2 separate regions of the Anas platyrhynchos genome follow, and region 2 is linked to region 1. A link is a contact called in public Hi-C data. All regions are on one chromosome and are shown on one strand. The core of a region is the stretch at or near the end of the contact, and the rest is flanking DNA. Distances in the headings are between cores, read along the strand shown. Region 1 overlaps EIF2AK3 (eukaryotic translation initiation factor 2 alpha kinase 3). Region 2 holds the start of SUCLG1 (succinate-CoA ligase GDP/ADP-forming subunit alpha).

Region 1 (6,483 bases), core at 2,063-4,562:
AAAGACAGACTGCCCAAACTCTCAACAAGGCACTATTTCCTGCATGCAGCACCTCTGCTACTGTAAGCATGAGCCTGGAATCAAAGCAAAAACCGAAATTTCCACTTCCTGAACAGTGTGGGGAAGAGCAGTCTGTTGGTACAGTGCCTTTGCTATCAGTGTGAAAATCAAAATAATTTCATAAACTCTTGCTTTGGATCTAGACTCTTTATCACTAGTGATCACTGTACACAACGCAATAAAAGTCTTCTATATGACAACATCTGATCAAAATGCACAAACTGATTTTGTTGAAAGCAAACACTGGAAGTTTAAAGTTTAAAAAACATCATTTTTCTTTTTACCCATTTTAAAGATGCACTTTTTCTGATTTAGCAAATGTCTGTTCTTCACTGCACAGTGTCTACGAGCATTTTAATAATATTTGACATAAAAGGAAGAAGAAAAGAAGGTCAAAGTCCAGAACTCAGATGTAACGAATTCCTGTGCTTTTAGCTTTTAAAAATATACAACTATTAACCAGTGGATTTCAGAAGAAAATACCAGTCAGATAGCAAGTAGTTTTCAAATTAAATTTTAAACTCATATGCAGAAGTTAAGGGGAACTTCTAAGAGGGAGCACACTTACTGGCAACAACTACAAACCTCAAGTGCTTATGTATGTTGAATGTTTTCTTGTTTTCAACCAGATACCCCATTAGTTGTGAAAAGATTAAAATCTAGAAGTGTTAAAAAAACATGCATCATCTAAAACTCTTTGATATTCAGTAAGCTGAACTGCAAAGTCTACTTCAGGCAGAGCTAGATAAATATATAAAATTAAGCTGAAGTCTTCCATTTCAACAGCAAAGGGTCATTTCTTTCTTTTTCCCCTCACTCACCTCTAGTCACAACCCCCCTATTCCTTTGTGCTGATTCTGGCACTCTCCCAACCCCTGGCTGAGCTGACTAAATTTGCTAACCTAACAGAAAAGCATTCACTTTTGATTGGGTTAGTTTTGTGCTGGGTTAGCTGTTAGTTGCATCGGCCCAGCCAGGGGCAAGTGTTAAAGCAGAAGGGACAGGGCAGAAGCTCAAGAGGAGACAAGAGGACACTGCAGTGATGCTCTCAGCCATATCACCACCACTCCAGCCTGCTGCGTTTGTTTCCCAAGAAATTCAGCTTCTACTTTTTTGTGCTGTGCAGTTTTACACTAGAGCCATAGTGAAGTTTAAATCTTAAGAGCAGCCTTTTGGCAACACAGTGCTAGAAACAATGACAAGGCAACTTTTCAGGCTCTTACCTTCCCCGTGTATGAGCTCAGCCCATAGCTTGTTAAGGACTTTCCCCCAACTAAGACAACATCCTCGCCCAGCTTGTAGGAAGACTCAAGAAGAGATTCCACTGTGAAAGGAACTGCCTCCATGCTCTCTCGATCCCGATCCCACTGGAAAAGGTCCCCATCCAAGGAAGGAATTATCATCTTATTCCCAAATACCTACAAGAATTCAAGAGAACATTAGGTAGCATCTGAACGCATTTTTAGTGAAATATATACAGACGGCAAATACAAAATGAAGCATTGTATGAGCCAGTACAGTGCTTTATATTCCAGCATCTTCCTTTACAGTTGTGTATTCTTGTTCAAGGCCAGGCTGGATGGGGCTTTGGGCAGCCTGGGCTGCTGGGAGGTGTCCCTGCCCATGGCAGGGGGCTGGAATTGGATGGGCTTTAAGGTCCCTTCCAACCCAAACATTCTGTGTCTCTATGGTAATCCAAACTGCAGCAAATGTAAAAGGAGAAACATTCCTGAAGAGACTGAACAGTCACTAGTTGGGAAGCAAGTACTGCATGTTATTTGTGATGGTGCTAAGTTTCAAGACAGTGGCATTTTAGGTGAAGTTCCACCTTTTTCCACCCCTCACCACAGCTGATCTACTTCTAAACACACAATCAACCGTTCACTCCAAGTCAGAAGACTGAATTTTGTTGTAAAATAAGAGCTGACACTGTGTGCGTACTCTTTTGCAGTTAATGACTACACCAGAATATCCATCCTCCTTTAAAGCAGGCAGAGCAATTATGACTGACATCAGAGCTCACGTTTCATTTTTGCCTTTTCAGACGGTTCAATCAAACTTCTCCTCCCCAGATTTTTTTTTAATTTTGTTTATATACATTTCCTTTAATACTCTCTGGCTTTTCCTTAAAAGGCACAATAGGTCAAGATTTTTTCACCAGGATCCAGTTTCATCCATTACACAGATTTTTCAAGGAGATCCTCACTCGGAAGGATGAGTCATTGTCAATGAGTACTAAGGGACTTATTAAGGAACTCATTATCAGCATCACAGACCATAACTAATACCGTGGAGCCACGGTGGCTGTGTCCATCATGTACAGTAAGAAACTATAATCCATATGATCTTGGCTTTTGAGGATATGGATTAACATGGAAGATGTTAACGGTTTTTTAGACCCTCTGCCCATTCAGGCAGTACCTTATAATTTAATGTAATTATGTTGTAATGTGTAAGGGATCTGGATTTAAATTCTAGTTCTAGTAAATATGTGTTAGTCACTTCAAAAAAAACATATTCCTGCCAAACTGCAAGGCACAGATTTGTAGTGCACAGCCATACAAATAGATCCAGAAGGTTTCTTCTTAAGTGAAGATCTGAAACCACAACTTCTGCGTGATTAAAGTCTCTAGGATGAGACTTGCTATTTGCACTGGGTCACAGAAAAGCAAACAGGATTACCAAAGTTGAGATTCACATAAACAGGGTGAGAAAGTCAGGTCTTGTAAGTGTGTGCATGTCATGACTAATCTCTCTTACACTGTTTGGTACATGTGATTCAGAGAGAAACTTCAGGTGAATTACCTGATAATGCTGGTGACTGTATCCAGGGTCCCTAAGGATCCAAGACCAGTACTTTCTGGTTTTGGAAAGCCTCATGACAACTGACAGTTACAAATTATTCTCAGGATCACAACGTGTAACTGAAGAGATAATAAAAGCAAGCCCTTAAGTAGCCACGAAGTTCTTTGCAAAGCTAAATGAAGTGTTTTCTTTCCTTCCCAGATATTTACCTTACAACAAAAGAGGCCAAAACATGTTGGAAGAGACACTGTAATGCAGCATTTCTTGTGCATCACAGCTCTCACAGCCTCCCATATGGGGGTGGAGGGGATATACACCTACATACACATGGCTCTATACACACACTTCCAGAAATAAAACAAAAGCAAACATTTGTGCACAGGGTCATTCGTAGAAATCACATGATTAGTGGAAAAATAAAGCAAACAAGGTTTACATAAACGTTCACATTCAAGAGCAGCCTTGTGATCTTCAGAACAAAGACATACAGATCATGGAAAACAGTTCAACAACAGAAGAAGTCGGCGCCAAACTTGCAGCTTTGACCAAGCTGGAGAATTTTGCTAAAACATTCAACACAGCAGAGCAATATGATAAAGTGTTTTTTCGTAATATATTCTTTCAGAAATGCATAATAGTTACAAACCAAAACTTAGAGCCTGTGCAGATTACATTAATAAATCCTCCATATGGCTTCTTCCTGTGCATGGTTCGGCAAGGACCTAAACCCAGCTTCCCAGGAGGATCCAGAAGAAGTTCTGCTGGGCTACCAGCCAGCTGAATTCATACAGCCTGGGCAAACTACGTGGTGCTGCTGGTAGCCAGATAGCTACTTGTGGGTCCCAGCTTTTAGATAAGCTTCCTGAAAGCCACAACAGCAAGGGCTGAGCACTTTTTGAGCACCACACTCATTGCCATGCATTTGTGCAGGCTCCTCATCCCAAAGCTCTGTCTCCAAGGCCTGACCAGCAAATCTTAGGGAAAATTTCCAGAAAATGGCAAAACGTCAGCCCTTTCTGGGAATACAAAACCCAAATTCCCCCCATGGAAGTACGCTCCCAAGATGTGAGTCAATCAGGGTGATGCCTTGCTCATCTTCAAGAATTTCCCAGGAGTAGGGCACTAACAGCTCATCTGATACAGCCTCCGTCCCCATCAGCTGCAAGTGACAGACGAGACGGCTCCGGTGAGCTCTGCTGATCACCTGCCCCTGCTCCCAACCTTGGGAGCAGCACGTCCTGCGTGACATTGGGAAGGAAAGGCTGAGAAAAGACACAACTGCTGTGGGTGGACACATCAGGAAAGCAAGTGCAGGGAGTGGGAAGAGCTGTAGTGCTGAAGGACAACGCTGGAGGAAGAATGGATGGGGTTCAAATGAAAACAGGTAAATGTAAGCTAGACATTTCAGTTAGTAACCATCACAAGTGGGGTATTTCACATCAAATGGAGGAACAGAGGCAAAACTGAATAATTCTTCCTAGATGAAGATATTCATAAATGGGATTGCAGGACATGGCTCTGGCAGGGGACTGTACCTAATTGCCACAGAGCTCCTCTCTAACTAAAATAGCTCTATTGTAGCTGAAGAATGAGGCAAGTGTGCACATGTGCCTACCTCAGGTGTACACACAACAAAAAGGCATTTGTGGACACGCCACTGCCTTTCACAAGTGTGGTTATCAGCGCAGAGGCTTTAAAGCACAGCAACAATATCAATTCTTAGCAAATCCAGCACCTGAGAAGCAGCAAAGGGACTTTCCTTGAAAGTAGCAGCCAGCAGCATCGGCATGCAGCTCAGGTAGAGGAATGACATCACCCCGTATCTCTACAGCATTACCTCATCTGCTAATCCGAGGAGTGAGTCACCCAGGCAGTCAGCTGCAAATCTCTTGGCACAGAAAATGTAGGTTACCACGATGCACTTACACATTCCTCTGATCTGTCAATGTAAATAGCTATTTGTTCAGCTTCACCGGTCAGCAATATGGCACATAATTGTTAAGTGGCTTGTCTTTCAGAAGTAACACTTAGATTAAAAAAAAAAAAAAAAAGCCCTACATTAACTAGCGAGCCCTAAACGAGACGCTGCTCTTTTTTGCTCATTAAAGAGTTTGAAGCTGAAGTTCTCCATTGGCTCGGCGCAGGGTGCTGCAGGCCTATCAGCGGCGCTGGCTGCTCAATCTCCAGGCCGACGGGTGAGGTAATGCAGTTTCTAAAAAGCCTTGACAAAAAAGCCAAAAGGCGGAACGATCCGAAATGGCATACGCTACCAGGGAATTTGCTGTCTAGACTCTTTGCTGGAAAGGAGGGCAGCGCACGAGAGCTTCCACGACAGGTTGCTTCGATGCAGGAGGAAAGCTGCTGATTTGTTGTAGGGGGAAAAAAAAAAAGCATCGTGTAAACAGAGATCAAAAAGCTTCCCCGAGCTGCTTAACAGCAAGCATAACATTCATTTCCCATACCTAACGATCCTTACCATACAAAATACCAAGCACGCTCACCTACAGAGAGCTGAAAAAAATGATGCCATAACAGTTAATATTGTTTTCAGCTGTGCTGGACTTTCCAGTAACTCCAAGAAATAACTAAGCAGAGATCAAATCCTTCCCTTAGAATAGGAAGCGTTAAGTCTTTGTTTTTCTAACCCTTCAGCTTGTGGTTTTCAAAACTTACTCTTATCATGAGATATCACTCCTGTAAGAGCTTTATTCCAGTTACTAATTAGCTCAGACTAACCTATATGATCTTATGTGATAAGGGTGCCTTTTTTTTGTCTGTTACAGTAATCTTATTGTAGATGTAATCACAAACAAGATCAAAGCCCACATTGGGTATGCTCTGAGAGCTACTTCCCAGTGAGAACTGTCTCTAAGCCCCTCTAAAATTTGTCTAGGCAACATTAGGAGCCAATTATAGCAGCTTTGCTGTAAAGGGTGGAAACAGGAGTTTGCACAAACGAATCAGGGAAGGAGAACGTAATCACTTTGTTCCACATTAAAAAAAATAAATCATAGCAGCATAGAGATAGCCCTCCCATAAACTTTTAGAGGTTTTTCAGGTCACACACACACACTGTAAGGCTACTAGTTCACGTGTCTGAACTGATTTATTGTCTGCCTTTTTTCAATACACTTATATATTGAATATATGTTTTTATATATTGAAAAAATATGTATTTAAAAATACATATATATACATATAAATAAAAATATAATATATAAATATATATTTATAAATATATTTTTTTCAAGTATATGTATAGGGAGGTGGTGTCTGCACAGCTGCACTGGTTTATGACTTTCTTCCAATGGAAATGGCTATTTCTCTGCCTCAGCTTGGATTTCAGGATGGTTAATTCCCATTTTTTCCCTTCAGGTACCTTCAGAAATTCTGAAGCATGGGGTATTACACTACAAGGATGTCAACGTAGTATTTACCAACAGGAAAACCTTATTCAAACAAAAACACACCAGCATGAAGGGATCAGCTAGAGTCTAAGGACGTAACTTCTCTGCAAACTTTTTGCAAGGTCCACACCACAGACGCTTCCTTAAGAAGAAAAAAAGACCCTAGCATGATATTCTGGAAAACAAAGGCTGCCCAGGTAAGCTATGCCAC
Region 2 (5,780 bases), core at 1,952-4,451, 58 kb after region 1:
AACCTTTCCTGCTAGAACCTGCTTTTGTCAAAGAAATGCTGATCACAGGGTGGGTGGCAGGTCTGCATAGGAAGGAGCTGCGTGATGGGAAGAGCAGAGCTGAAGGCGAACCTTTTAACCCTGGCCAGCACTAGCAGACAAAGCTGATTCTGAGTAGAAAGCCAATGGTATATTTTATGCCATGAAGTATTTGCCCATAAAGGCCATTTTCTGGCTTTACTGACTGTATTGTTCATATGGCTACTAGGCTGAGTACAACCATATGTTTTTTTATATATCTGAGTTTAACATACAGATAGAGTGTGTGACCCCTGCCATCATCCCAAAGGATTTGAGCCTGGGGTTAAGGTCACCACAAAGCTTGTGGTGTAAGGGGCTGCACTCCTAGAGCAGCTGGGTGGACAGCGATGGAGCAGGTTTCGTGTTGGCACCAAAACATTGGTGCAACCTTGACCAGAGCCCCAAATTGACCCTTATCTCAGAGGTAAGTGCTGGCATAGGTCTCCTCTGGCACAACGAGACCTGGGACAGCACACATGTACTCACCTGCCACACAGGACCTGAATTTCCTCCTTAGCTGCATACCATTCTGGCAGCAAAGGTTCACATTAGGTGCCTAAATATAGGTGTCTGATGCCATGTAGGATGCACTACGGTTTCTGTGACATCTGTAGAGGACTGGCTAATTGGATACAGGACTGAAAGGAAACCCAGGTGTTTCTGGAGAGGCAGGAAGAAGCTGGATGGGGTGCTGCACAGCAGCTCAAGCTGCACTAGATGCCAGCCCACAAGCAGTTTAGACATCTCCTGAAACACAGAAAAGGAGATACATGGATCCACGCATGAAAATATACATAGGGAAAAGGGACTGCTTTGTGTATTGAGGGGTGAGTTACCTGTGGGGATGGAGAAGGCTAAGCCTGGCAGGCAGTTACAGTTTCCATCGAGGCTTCATGGAAAGAGACACGGGCGTTTGGTGCAGGTGAAAATTAGACCTAGGTGCCAGAACTCAAAGCAGTCTGTGTTCATTGTGTGGAATAACATCAGGTCTAGGGCCTGGGGTGTAAACAGGGCACCCTGAAAAAAACAAAAACCAAAATGTGTTTTTGCTGCTCTTAGAGCTGGTAAATCCAGATATTTAAGGGGTTGGTGTTTTATTTGCATTGGACATTTTTAGCTGATGATGCAAGCAAACAAAGCATTAGCATTGTCTTTTCTTAGAGAGGAGAAATCAAGGCTGGGAGAGATTGAGTGGTTTCCATGATGGTCCCAAGGAAGTGTGCAGACCACTAGCACCACAGCTAGGGCCCTTATCTGCCCAGCCACGATGTAAATGAAAAAATGAAAACTATTTTAACAATAAGTTTTAAGGGAGCACCAAAACCAGTTGAATTTGTTCACGCAGTGAAACTCCTTTTCATCTAAAGATCTAGGAACGGAAAACGGTTATCAGACACTGTGTTTTTATCTTAGGCTACTGCTAGAGCTCCCATGTGGGTAAACATTAACATGATCCTTATGATCCTTTTTTTTTTTTTTTTGCGATCTGAAGGTCTGGTCCGCTGCAGATGGATATGTGGCAGAACACCCTGTGTTTAGGATCATGAAGAAGTGCTTTCAAACAAAGTTAACTCCCAACTCTGAGTAAGACAGCAAGAAAAATGTTTTCTAGGATTCAGTCCCTGGGTGTGTGATTTTCACAAGGTTCAGCTCCAAGATCCGTGTTGCTCTTATAATGAAGTTGCTCATTTCAAAATGCATTAGGGAGAGACCCCACCGCCTACCTGACATTTGATCTTTCTGCAGTGCCTGAAAAGCATTGTTTGTAGATTAAATCCCACAGTTGTTTTTAATCCTTTGGCTACCCCCCTCTGAGCTAAAATTCATTCTGTTCTGAACTGTGTAAGGGAGCCCCAGTCATTGCCACCCGAGTGTTGCTAATTGCTGTATTGTTTCTCCCTTGGCTGAATGGTTTCTTTCTATGTAGTTGATTAAATTAACTAAATTAATATTAGTGGGTCAGAGTGTGCTCTGACGGGAACAAACCCACTTCCAAGAGCTTCTGGCCAATTAAATATTGTACAGCTGGATTCAGTACCTTGAAACTTTACTGTTGGAGTGGTAATGACTTTTTGATTATACATGAATATTAATACTCAAAAGACACTACAGGCATTCAGGTTTTGACTAAAGAGATGTTTATGCTACTCAGGTTTGGAAAACAAAACAAAACAAACCCACAATACCCTTCACTTTTTACAGTCCCACTAAAACTGTGCAAAAGTTGCAGTGGCCACATTTTTGACTTCATGCCTGCATTATTTTAAATTGGTGTCCAATAGACTTGTGATGCTATGTATCTCCGCATAACAGAAAGAATAACCCACTGTATAACTTATTTGGGGTTAAAACTTCAGATCCCCCTGTTGACAGGCCAGGGACTCTTCTGACCCTTGGGACAGGCCTGCCTGTGACCTGCCTCAGCAAGCCCAGGGGGGTGGCTTAGAAATAGCTGGGGTTCTGCTTGTTCCATTTGGTTTTCTGCTCTCCAGAATTCTAGAATTCTAGAATTCTGCTCTCCATGCAATTCTAGAACAACTTCTCTCTCCCTCCTGAAGACACAATTTTTAGTGGTGAGGTACTGAACAGGCTGCCCAGAGGAGCCGTGGCTGCCCCATCCCTGGGGCTCAAGGCCAGGCTGGATGGGGCTTTGAGCAACCTGGGCTGCTGGGAGGTGTCCCTGCCTGTGGTGAGGGGTTGGACTGGGCTGTGCTTTAGGGTTCCTTCCAACCGAAATCCTTCTGTGATTATATTTACTGAATTACTGATTTACTAAAAAATTTCCTTGGTGCGGTTGGGACGTGAGCTCTGCCGCATTCCCACACATTGAGCCCTGAAAATTAGTAACATATGAGGTCTGTTATGTAGAGAGGAACATTTTATTAGTTCACCAACGAAGATGTACGTGTCTTATGTTGTTTACTGAAGCATTTCCCTGAAAAATATTACTTATTTTTGTACTGGTGGCTACAGCCACGACAAAAGAGTAACCCCTGCGTAGGCAGCGCGCCTTTCTCCTCAGCTGCTGACCTAGCAGTGTACCGGGACATCTTCTAATGCCCACCTGCAGACACCCATCAGAACTCATTTTTTGGGCTGAATGTATCACAATTTAGGAGCTAAAAAGTAGCGTGGAATGAGTATGAGGAGCCTGACGGACTACAACCCCCACAACCCCCCGCGCGCCGCCGGGGCGGGCAGTGCTGAGGCGGCGAGCGGGGCCTGCGGGCCGGGTGTCCTTGTGAGGGGACGATGGCTCACTGCCACACCGCCCGGCTCCTCGGCCGCTTCCTCCGCCGTGAGTACCGCTCCCCCGGGACCCCACAACCCTCCCCTGAGGTGCTCCGGGGCCCTCCCGGTTCCTGGGAGCCGCTCTCAGCCGCCGAGGCCTGCTCCCCCCCCCCCCCGGGCTAGGCCGCGGGGATGCGGGGGAGTGGGCACGGGAATGGGGTTTGGGGGTGAGGAGGGGTTTTGGGGGGTCGTTGAGGGGTGAGGGAGATCCTTGGGGATGAAGGGTGTGCCCTGTGGGGGGTGTTGGACACTGGGTGGGGAGCCAGGGAGGTTTCATCTCTGGTAATGCGCAGAGCTCCTCGAGGAGTGTGGTGGTGGGGTTGGGTCAGGTCACTTTGAGTGGTTCTTTGGGTTAGAGGCCTCTCGAGGGCCCTGAGTTGTTCTGAGACTTCAGCATGACCCGATGAAGTTGTCTGTGTTGTCAGGAGTAACAGCGTTAGCCTTTAAGTACAGAGAACCAAAGCAATCTGCAGCTAAAACGTCAGCTCGAAAGCTTTTATAGGGGTTGGTGTGATATAATAATATCACAGTAAATTAAACTAAGTGTTTTTCTTCGTTCTTATTTTGTGCAGTTAATGCTGCGTTCTCTTCAGGAATTGGTGTGGGCATGCCTAGGCACAAGAGGTTTTTCTTGGAATTTCAGCTGAGGAAAAGGTGTTTTCATCAGGGATCTGACAGCTGACAGCAAGTGGGCAAAGTTAAACTTCATAAATTTCACTGGATCTCTGTGCAAGCAAAGCTTGTGCTTCCTATGGTAACATGCAGGTCAGGGACTCAGGACACGATCTCACGACATTTTCAGCTGGTCCAAGTTGTTCCTGTGGCGCACCCACTGTCCCCCAGGCATCCCTTCCCACCTCTTGTCGCCCATGAGCATGAGTAGGAAGGAAGCTGTACCCCTTCCTGAACCCCTTCCCGTGGGGCTGACTCTGCCAGGCAGCTCTTTGAGCTGGCTCCCCTGAGTCTAATGCAGGTTGGTGCTGGTGGAGATGACAGTGTAGCACCTACACTTCAGTTTAATTTATGCTCCTAGCAAAAGTAATCTTGTGTGCAGCAAGAGATTAGGGAAGAGTGCTTAAGATGCTTTTGTGGGTTAAGGGGAAGAGGTGGACTCAGTGTTTCAGGAAGTGTTCTGCTTGCAGCAGCAGTTCATAAACTCTTTTAAGAAAGTCCTGTAAGAAGGAATATTTCTTCATTTGAAACAGTTTTTGGTTTGATATTATTAAGGTTTGGGCAGTCTTTTAATTTATTAAGTTTGGACTTCGTTCATGCAACAGTCCCAGTAACAAATAATTAACATCTCCTCTTAGTGGCAATTTAAAGCAGTGACTTTCTAGTGTTTTCTGTTGCAAAAGAGTGCATCTGTTCTTGTTGGTACACTGCTGAAGCAAGCCTGCAGGGTGTGTATCGGTAAGTTTCAGTTCAGGAATTTGTGAAAACATGCTATGCAATATGTTAATGAGTGGTGAGGGCTTGCTCAAAGGTCAGCTCAAAGCGCTGCTCGCTTATGGACCAAGACTTAAGCTTATCTTAATTATCGCTGGAGAGTCAGGATTTTTGAATGTTCTGGGCGAGCTGGAAGGCTTTGGAGAGCTCTTAGATTAAATAACCAAAGTAAATTTTGTGAATAATCCTGGCAAAGAAGTGCTGCAGAAATCACGATGCACACTGAAGAATTTGTTTGTTGCTTTTGTGCAAGCTCGCAGACCCTTAGCTGAAGGCTTAGCAGAGTGTACTTGGGAAAAAGTTTATTGTCTTAGAAGAACGTAATCCGTGCGGAACACAGTGTGCCTATTTCCACATGGTCCTGCAGTTTCAACTTCATAAATTAGGAGAAGAAAGCTTTTCTTTCAGATGCTGTCATGTTTACTGTGATGTCCGTGGCAGTAAGCGGGGATTTTTGCTTAGGTGAGAGAGAGGTGTTGAAAGGACTGAAATTTTTCTAATTGTCACTTGTCGTCAGCTTACTTTTGTGTAACATAGTTGTTGTTACATAGTCATTACATCTCTCCTTTATAGACTGGTTAATTTACTTAATTCCTCAACTCCTATGCCATGTTTGTGAATTGTTTTTTCCTTAATTAAAAGGAATTTGGCAAGGAAAGGGTGAGAGAAAAGAGGCTGGGTACCAATAGCTGGAAATCCTTCCCTGAGCTCATAATCCTCTTAAGACCAGGAGTAAGATATTTTGGCAATCCCTCAACAGCATGAAAACTTCTTTGTCACCGGGGATCATCTTCTACTAGTGCAACCGATACCTTTCAGGATGAATTTAGACAGGTTTGGGGAAGGATTGTCCAGGATACAACCACGTGTGTGAATGTGCACGTATGGCCTGATCGGGATCATCACAATTGAAGGAAGGACTGGGATGAGGAACTGTGTCAAATCTTCTTTTAATATCAAACTTCGAGTCAGCAAACTCTAAA

What was found. Hi-C and Micro-C count contacts between places; a contact is called where the count stands out from the background.
Region 2: a Hi-C map of skeletal muscle shows a contact between it and region 1, with 1.8 times the contacts expected there. The contact joins the promoter of SUCLG1 here to the enhancer-like site in region 1. A contact is called at or near these places in 2 of 8 Hi-C or Micro-C datasets (skeletal muscle and subcutaneous adipose tissue).

Annotation. Positions count from the first base shown.
Region 1 is chr4:74,224,704-74,231,186 of IASCAAS_PekinDuck_T2T, forward strand. It overlaps EIF2AK3 (eukaryotic translation initiation factor 2 alpha kinase 3), which reads right to left. Exons shown (of 17, transcript XM_027455765.3): 3 at 1,284-1,478. Among named protein-coding and RNA genes, the nearest start is that of EIF2AK3, 18 kb to the right of the region's middle. Within about 2 kb of position 3,313, at least 2 of the 8 cell types and tissues checked have an H3K27ac peak or open chromatin away from gene starts, as enhancers often do.
Region 2 is chr4:74,283,051-74,288,830 of IASCAAS_PekinDuck_T2T, forward strand. SUCLG1 (succinate-CoA ligase GDP/ADP-forming subunit alpha) reads left to right here and starts at 3,202. Exons shown (of 9, transcript XM_027455769.3): 1 at 3,202-3,358. The coding sequence starts at 3,313.